2 separate regions of the Arachis hypogaea genome follow, and region 2 is linked to region 1. A link is a contact called in public Hi-C data. All regions are on one chromosome and are shown on one strand. Each heading gives the region's core, a stretch centred on a gene start, on an enhancer-like site or on the middle of the called end of the contact. The rest is flanking DNA. Distances are from core to core; before and after follow the strand shown. Region 1 holds the start of LOC112720515 (probable inactive receptor kinase At5g67200). Region 2 holds the start of LOC112720520 (homoarginine-6-hydroxylase 2-ODD-C23).

Region 1 (4,398 bases), core at 1,434-3,933:
AACCCGACACATCCCTTTGGGATGTTGCCTTTCGGTCACGAATATAATTAGCGCTCCATGGATATAGTGCCCGACACACTATCTAGGGATATAGTGCCCAGCACACTCTTATGACTCGAAAGGATGCGAGCGGGATACTCTGTCTCAAACCTCACATCTAAACGTAAGCGGGATTAACCACCGGCGCCGCAACCTCGACTAGCAAGATTAACCACCGTCCTTGCCAAGCACATAGCGACTTAGCAATCATAGCACATCAGTAGTATATTACTCAGTCTTAGTGATCTCTGTCATTCTCATCATGTTCAACAACCTCAATCATTCATTTTTCTCAATTCATCATCAACTCAACACTCCGCCAATCCACTCAAGTTATTCTATCCACAAAACTTCCCAAGTCTAAGTCATTGTCTCTAATCTTAAAATAGAAAATATCTAATTAAATTCACTCATGGTATTCTCCCTTATCCCAAAGTCTAATTACTAGCTAGGGGATCCTAAAGCAATTACAGAGGTTAAGAAAGTTAGAGAAGTGATTAAAAACACAAAAAATTACATTTTCAGCAAAACAGGGGTCATGCATATGCATGACCGTTCCCGCGTACGAATGAGCTTCAAAACAACAATGTCGCGTACGCGAGCTACGTCTGTGTACGTGAACGCTTGAAACAGAAACGGGTTCTCGCGTACGCACGCCAATGGTCGCATACGCATGGGTGTAAAATTGGCATTTTCGCGTACGCATCCCAATGTCGTACACGCATGAGTGTTGGGCAGAGTCTCATCCTCACGTATGCATGCCTGTTCCACGTACACATGCCTCCAATTTTTCATAAAAAGTTGTTTTGCTGCAGAATTTAGTTTTTTATACAAAACTTCAAACGTGCATAACTTTTTTGTTAAAAATCATTTTTCACTCGTTCTTTGAACGGCATAAACTTTACGAACCTAATTTTCATTCAAAATAAGTTTCATTAAATTTGGGAGTTCAGAAGCCAAGTTATGGCTTGTTGAAATTCGTCAAAAATAGATTTTTACCAAAACTTGTAAAATCCTCTAGTTTCCTAAACACTCAAACCACAATCAAACCAACGACATCAAATTCAATGCCAAAACAAACCTCCATCATTTCTCAAGTATTTAAACACCTAAACCATTCTATTCTCACCTCATCAACTCATTATACACTAATTTCAACAATTATCAATCCAACTCTCAATTATACCACATTTACACCATTCCAATCTATCCCATTCATTATTCATCAATATATCATTATTTAAACTCATAATCCTCATCATTTATCATCAACATTAATACTCACCATCAATCATCTTCAAGATCAAAATCATCATCAATCATTCTCAACATCAATAATCATCATCAACTTCATATCACCACAACAAACTCAACAATAATTAACCAATTTCTGCAATTCATTCAATTCAATCATATCTTAAGGTCCACTACCCTAAGTTGCCCATAACATTACATATTATTTAATAAAAAAAATTGAAACCATACCTTGGCCGATTTCCACACAAGCACAAAATCACCAAAATAATCTCCTCATCACAAGCCTTCAAGCTTAGCCACCAAAATCAACAAGTTTCAGCCAAAATTCTCAATTCCAAGTGCACCAATTCTTCAATTCAACTCCAATCAACAATAATTCAAGCTATATCCATACAAATTACTAAAATTAACACTAGGGCTCACAAATATATCAAACCACAAGGCAAAAATTCTTTCTTTAAAAATTCTTTTTTTACAAATTAAATTTTCATTTATAATTTTTATAATATTTTAATAATTCTTTTTTTATTTTTAAATATCTATATTTTTGAAAAAAATATTTTGTATTAATTTAAAAAATTCAGTATCATTTGAATTAATATTAATTAAAATTATTAATTTTAAACTATTAGTTTAGATAATTTAATTATTTATTTTCTTAAATTTTTTAATTTATTTATAAATTTAATTTTATTCATAGTTTACGTTTTTATCATTAACTCATATTTCTTAGAACATGTTTTTTTAACTGTGATCAAATAAATAATTTAAAAAAAGTTATTTTTACTGTTTTTATATGAATGATGGGCTTTATTTATTTATGTGAAATGAATCATGCGTGGAATTTTTAAAGTCAAGAAAAGAATATAAAAATAAAACTTACACATAATTGCTTGTAAGTAAAAGCTACTAGACAATTTAATAGTTGTCTGAAATTCTGAAAAGCATTTTTTTTTCTCTTTTGCTGTTTTGCACACTACTACTACATAAACAAATGTCTTAACTCTTAACTCTTAGGTCTTATTGTCTTAAGAAATTACAAAAGCAAAAATTTATTTTAAATCTTGAAAAAGTTTAATTATTTAATACATTACAGTAGTGGTCTTTTTTTTCTTTTAACCAATAATACTCCTAGGTCTGAACACACTACACACTGCTTAGAAATTTAACACAGTTGCAGCTGAGGCTTGGCACAGATGGAGGATTTTTACGCCTCTCATCAAGCTGCACCCGGGTTCAAATCCCAGCTGAGGCTGGATGTTGCAAGAACCCATAGTACCCATGTAGTGTGTGTGAGTGTGTTGTGTGGGTGTGTAAAACATGGGGTTAATGCCTAGAATTGGAGGCTGTCCAATCCACTTGACCAAAAAAAAAAAGAAATTTAACACAGTTAAATAACCGCACACTTTTGTGACCAAATAAAATAATTTCATAAACATGCGAATAAGCAAAGTATCCACATGGCAAATTGCCACAGCAATAATCAATCTCTCGCTCCACTTTCACGTGAGTGGAGAGTTCAGGTCCAGCTGCTCCGCACTTCTCTTCCGCCTCCATCCAATCAAAAATCACACTCCCTCTCTACTCACTCCTCCCTAGTCACTACCCACTACCCACTACCCACTTCTCTTCCCTTCACTTCATACTCCGCTTCTCTCTCTTTCTTTTTCTTTTCTCCGTTCCAAAGCATGTCACAGATTCCCCCCACCAAAAAAACCAAACAATCCAAAACAAACCACCACCCAACCCACTGACACTAGAATCAAATCTCTCTCACACAGTCACGCGCACACATTACATTACATTACGACTAAACAATGCATTACCTCCACTCACTCTTGCTCCTCCTCATTTTGGTGCTAACCGCCGATGCCAGTCCCTCAACGGAAGTAAACACAATGCTACCATCCGACGCCGTTTCACTGCTTTCCTTCAAGTCAAAAGCAGACCTCGACAACAGGCTACTGTACGCCTTAAACGAGCGCTACGACTACTGCGAGTGGCAAGGAGTGAAGTGCGCACAAGGCAGAGTGGTTCGCTTCGTCGTCCAAGGCTTCTCTCTCAGGGGCACCTTCGCCGCCGACACACTCGCCCGCCTCGACCAGCTCCGCGTCCTCAGCCTCCGTAACAACTCACTCTCCGGCACCATCCCTGACCTCTCCCCTCTTAAAAACCTCAAGTCCCTCTTCCTCGACCGTAACCGATTTTCCGGAACGTTCCCGCGCTCGGTTCTCACGCTTCATCGGTTAGTTACTCTCTCACTCGCGCATAACGAGCTTGCCGGTCCGATTCCGGTTCGGCTCAACTCGCTCGACCGGTTAATCTCCCTCCGGCTGGATTCTAACTACTTTAACGGCACTCTCCCTGCTCTGAATTTGTCGTTTCTTGAAACGCTTGATGTTTCGAATAACAACCTTACCGGTCCCGTGCCTGTTACGCCCACGCTCGCGAAGTTCGATGCACCGTCGTTTTCAGGAAACAATGACCTCTGCGGAGAGATTATCCACAAGCCATGCGATCGGCATTCTAGATTCTTCGGTGGCGGTGGCTCTTCTGCTGCCACGTCCTCCGCCGCGCCGCTAGGGCAGAGCGAGCAGGGGATCGTGGTGGTTCATTCGCCGATCAAGGAAAGGAAGCACAAGAGCAGTGGATTGGTTCTCGGAATCTCCGTCGCGGCCGCGGTTCTCGTCGGCGCAGGGCTTGCCGTGGTTGCGGTGGCGAGGAAGAAGAATAGAAACAAGCAAGGGGGAATGCTCGGGGAAAAATTTGAGACGGAGAAAACGACGGCGTTGGAGGTTGAAACAGGAAGAAATAACCCTGCGCAGTTGGTGAGGGAAAGGGAAAACGAAAACGACGTCCTTTCAATGATGAAGGTGAAGAGGATAGAGGAGATAGAGAGGGCGCATAAGAGTGGGAAGTTGATATTCTGCTACGGTGAAGTGCAGCCGTACACGCTGGAGCAGCTGATGAGGGCGTCGGCAGAGCTTCTTGGGAGGGGGAGCGTGGGGACCACCTACAAGGCGGTTCTTGATTCGCGGCTGATCCTGACAGTTAAGAGAATGGACGCCGGGAAGACGGCAGCGATGAGCGGAGAGGTGTTTG
Region 2 (4,912 bases), core at 158-2,657, 350 kb before region 1:
TAAAGCGAATTCGGCATCCAGGCTAACCTGAACCCTGCAGCCGGAGTCATTTTGATTTTTGTCTTTTCTTCACAAGGTAGTTCGAAGAATCTGCGAGTTATGTCTTTAACTTCTTTAAGGAGAGCATCAGAAACACCATGACCTTTCTGTAAATCAAGGACCATAGAATTTAAGCAAAACAATAACCAAAATAAAGGAAATGATTAAAGATGACAAGGGAGAAAACCGGAATGCAAAATCTTGCCTTGGATTGCCAAGAAAATAAACTTTTAGAGAAAATCAAATAATAATTAATTCCTCTATTGATTTAATATGAACTCTATTTACTCAGATGCTTGTAAATGGCAATAGCTTCACTAGAAGTTGCCTCGAATGTATCCTTGTGGGATTATATTATTAACCTTTTTGGTTTTCCACGGTATCACTTAGCCTGATAGGCCAAATACTAATCTGTCGCAAATTGAAGCTTTATTTAAGGATTTGCTGCTAGCTAATGAGTTGCTGCATGCACAAAGCGGGATTCAAACTCTCCGACACTTGCTTAAGTAGACGAGTGAACTAACAACTTGACCAACCCAAGTTGGTTAGGTTAACTTAGTATATGAGATTTATTGCTTAAACGTTTTTTTTCTTTTTGTTCATTTCAGTTTCAAAGCAATATTAAAATCTTTATTCTAGAGAAATTTGGAATCTACACATCAAAGACTACTGAACCTACTGTCAATGTAAAATAAGCAATTCTAACACAGAAATCGTTATGATGTAGAGAACCCTACCAATTTATCTCATATTTCAAGAAAGCAAGCTACAGAATAAAAGAAGAAAAATAAATAAATAAAAGATAAATACCAAATAGAAGAACCCAGCCTCAGTGCAAGCCTTATCCAACTGTCTAACAACTTCAAGAACACCAGGGTCCTCTCCCATTTTTGGGTCATCACACTTGGCTAAAAGGGCACTAACATCTAGATAGAACAAAAAGAAATTAAATTTATCCTCTGAATTTATAAGTATATTAAGTAAATAATTCGGCATCAACTGTAACATAATTGATCACTTGTGATAATGAAAATTGAACTTTCAAAATTCTTGATTCATGGACACTGAACTAAAACCATCAGCGAAATTATTATAATTAGTTATGTTTAATTTCTATCTACATACACAAATGAAGCTATGAAATCGAAAGATATGATTGGTTGAAAATATCGAGATTGATGGCTATGGAACTGGTATGAAAGTTTTACCAATTAGGGGAATTGAACTGAAGTCCGTAGCCATCGCTGACTTTTGTGTGTTCTGTGTATTGCGGGTGAGGTCGGTGATACAATGCAAGCTCTGCGGTGGCAATTGCCTCTTATAAAGAGAGACAAATGGAGTAATGCACATCAAAGGCACCTATAATCATGCCTCCTCTTCTTTTAACCGTTTTTTTTTTTTTTTTGAAAGATAGAAGGTTCGAATCCGTGACTTCTTAATTAAGTATGGGGTCATTTGAGCTATAATTTATTGGCCTATTTTTTTAACCGTTAAAATCAGTTATTAATATAAAATATATATTAAAAATTAATTAAATTATATTTATATTTAAATAAAAAATATATAATAATTAATTTTATTATATAAATAATATTTTTATAGTTTCAAATTAAGTACTTTTTTTAACGATTAATTTTTTTTATCTATAAACATAAAATGAGTAATATACTTAAATATTATAATTTTTTTATATATTTTTTTATATTTTTATTTCAAAAATTAAATAATTTAATTTTTATACTTTTTAAAATAAAAAAATCCTATTTCTTATTTTAAATTAAATAATACTATATTTAAAATTAACATCCTAACCGTTCATAATTAAAGTAATATTCTCTCTTACAGTTCAGATGTGCAAACAGGTTCGGAAGTGGATTGGTATTAGTTTGGATATGCAGTTAAAGTCTATGACTCACGTAATGGTTACTTGTGGTTGTGTAAGAAACTTTTTGATTGGGAGGAGCAGGAGAATTGGCTTTAGCTTTGGCGTCAGCTTGTTCTGAAAAAGCACAAGTTTTTGGCTTGGTTGTGTCTTAAGGAGGCTCTTCTTACTGCAAGTTTTTACTTTAGAAGAGGGATGTCGTCATCGGATAGGTGCCCAAGATGTCTTTTTAACCATGAATCGATTTTACATTGTATTCAGGATTGCCCAGAAGCTCAGCTTGTATGGCATAGGTTGCATATTTCTTAACATCCTTTGGATTTGAAGAACTGGTTCTTGTATCATAGTAGAGAGCATCCGTTCAAGTTCTTTTCGGGACTTTGGTGGATATGATGAGTAAGGAATAATGACATGTTTAATCCTCATGAAACTTGGCCTCCGGAAAAAGTGATTTGTCTGGCATTAACTTCAGAAAAGGAGCTTAGGAATATTTTTGAATTACAACGTATGTTCCTTCCCTCTACTCTAAATGGTTTTTGGAATCCCCATCCATGGGTATTTTCAAGATTAATTGTGATGCTAGTTATCTTGGTTTGGGTGATAGTGTTGGTTTTGCTTGTGTTATTAGAGATTGTAATGGGAGTTCGCAAAGGGGGTGTTTGAGAATGATTGAAAGTAATAGTATTCTTCAAGGAGAATTGTTTGCTATTTGGAGAGGATATCTCTTAGCTTGGGATGTAGATCAACGAGATGTTATTTGTGAGACAGATTGTGTGAAAGCATTTAATCTTGTTATTAATCACCAAGATGATTTTGGGTTTATTGATCCATTGGTGCTCAAAATAAGAGATATCATGTATTGAAATTGGCGTGTTGACTTTCGTTTGATTACGAGAGATGCAAACACGGTCGCAGATACTATGGCAAAGATAAGGATGAAGTTACAACTTTCTCATGTAGAGCTTCCTTCACTTTGGGAGGAGTTTAAGAATAGTCTTAAAAAGAACTGTCCCTCTATTTAAGCAAAGCATTTGTTTTGTTTTTCTTTGTTTAGTTTATTTCAGTCACAAAAAAAAAATATATATATATATATATATATATATTCTTATCAATTTAATATTAAAAATAAAAAATGAATAATACCAGTTTTTTTTTTCAAACAAAAAAATTTTACACAAATAAAAACTCCAAATATATTTTATTAAAAAATACTAAAAAATTAATAATTTTTATTGATATTAATCAATATATATTTTAAATTAATATTTTATTTTTATACTATTAAAATTCATTATTTAAAATTCAAACAATAATTAATTAAATATTAAAAAATAATAAATTTTACTAGTCTTATAATATTATATTATTTTATAAATATGATAATATTACTTGTATTCTATTCTAGAATCGATGCAGGTTTAATATAATGTGGGTATCTTCTGCATTAGGGACTAGTGTAAAAAACAGAAATTTAATCTTATTGCTCAGTTTTATTTATTGCACTACAAGAAAAGAGAACTATTTTAACATGATTTTTTTAAAGTTATAGTTAAGTGTAAAAATTAATATATATTTTTGACAAATATCACAAATGTCAAATGTCAAATAACATTCATTTGTTTTCAACTTACTCTATTATTCTTTTTCTTCGTTGAGCTCCATCAATTTTGGCATCACACTGCTCTCAGTTTAGGATCATACTACTTATTTTTCATTTTCAAAATCTCAGTTTATTCTTCCGTTTCAAGATCTCATCTCATTCTTTGTTAAAAATTTTTGTTGAGAATTTTTTATAGTCAATAAGTGTCAAAATAAATAGTATTTTTGACGATTAATAAGTATTACAAAAAATATATTCTCAAATTTTTCTAACAAATTATTTTTGATGGCCAATATTTATCAAAATAAGATTTAAACTTTTTTTTACAATTACTTATATGTTAAAAATACTATTTTTGACAAAATTTTTATTAACATATTTTCATAGTTAAAATAGTGTCAAAATTTTTTTTGACGAATTTTAATTTTTTTTGACACATAATAATCCTAAAAAATAGTCTACATTGTTGTAGTGGTGGTGACAAATAGATCGAAATTTGTCGAGTTGGTCTGCGTAATTCGTCAAAAAAGATGGGTTGGGTTGAAAATTTAAAACGGTTATAATTAAAAAGTTCTCCTAACTTGTGAATTTTGGTGAGTTTTGGCAGGGCAGGCTTTTCTGGCGAATCTGTCGTTCTTTTTTATAATTGAAGATGTTCTAAATTATATTTAGATTATGTTCTATATTCAATTGATTGGAGACTTGAAAATGTTTAATTATATATTTTAGACAACGTTTATTTTATTTTTTATAATAATAGTTTTATTATTTTATTTTAAAAAACTTGGTTGATGATTATGTTTATTATATATTTAGAATAAAGACTTTAATATTTGTAAATTTAAAAATTATAAATTTTTTATACCTTTATAAATTATAAATTTATTAAAATGATTGTGAAATTATGTATATTATTTAATATTTAATAATTTATTAATAAAAAAAATTAGCGAATTTAACCCATCGACCTGCCAAGTTGCTGTTAGGTGGGGCGGGAATGGAATTTGACATTGCCTTACTAGGCGGAATGAAACAGACTAGCCCACTAAATAATAAACTTTTGACAGCAGAAAATATGACGAAATGAAATGAACTAACTTGTTTGTCACCCCTAATTATTTTATTATTATCTGATTGTTTTCTATTTTCATATTAGATATAGATGCAAAAAGAATGCTAAGGGTCAGCAATTTTAGTGTTTTGTAACCATCAATTGGCCATCAATAGTATTTTTAATAGGGTGAGATTATATCTAATGGTAGAAAATCACTCACTTTTATTTTAATGGTTAAGTGCTGGCCAAAAAACACAAAAATTAATGGCCTCCTAGACTTTTCCTAGATGCAATAGTACATATCCGCTGTCTAACTCGATAAAACACAAATTTTGAG

What was found. Hi-C and Micro-C count contacts between places; a contact is called where the count stands out from the background.
Region 2: a contact with region 1 is called in a Hi-C map of leaf, with 4 times the contacts expected there. The contact joins the promoter of LOC112720520 here to the promoter of LOC112720515 in region 1. A contact is called at or near these places in 2 of 8 Hi-C or Micro-C datasets (both in leaf).

Annotation. Positions count from the first base shown.
Region 1 is chr11:20,797,039-20,801,436 of arahy.Tifrunner.gnm2.J5K5, reverse strand. LOC112720515 (probable inactive receptor kinase At5g67200) reads left to right here and starts at 2,683. Exons shown (of 2, transcript XM_025771481.3): 1 at 2,683-4,398. The coding sequence starts at 3,114.
Region 2 is chr11:21,149,479-21,154,390 of arahy.Tifrunner.gnm2.J5K5, reverse strand. It overlaps LOC112720520 (homoarginine-6-hydroxylase 2-ODD-C23), which reads right to left and starts at 1,407. Exons shown (of 12, transcript XM_025771484.3): 1 at 1,248-1,407; 2 at 850-965; 3 at 28-146. The coding sequence starts at 1,389.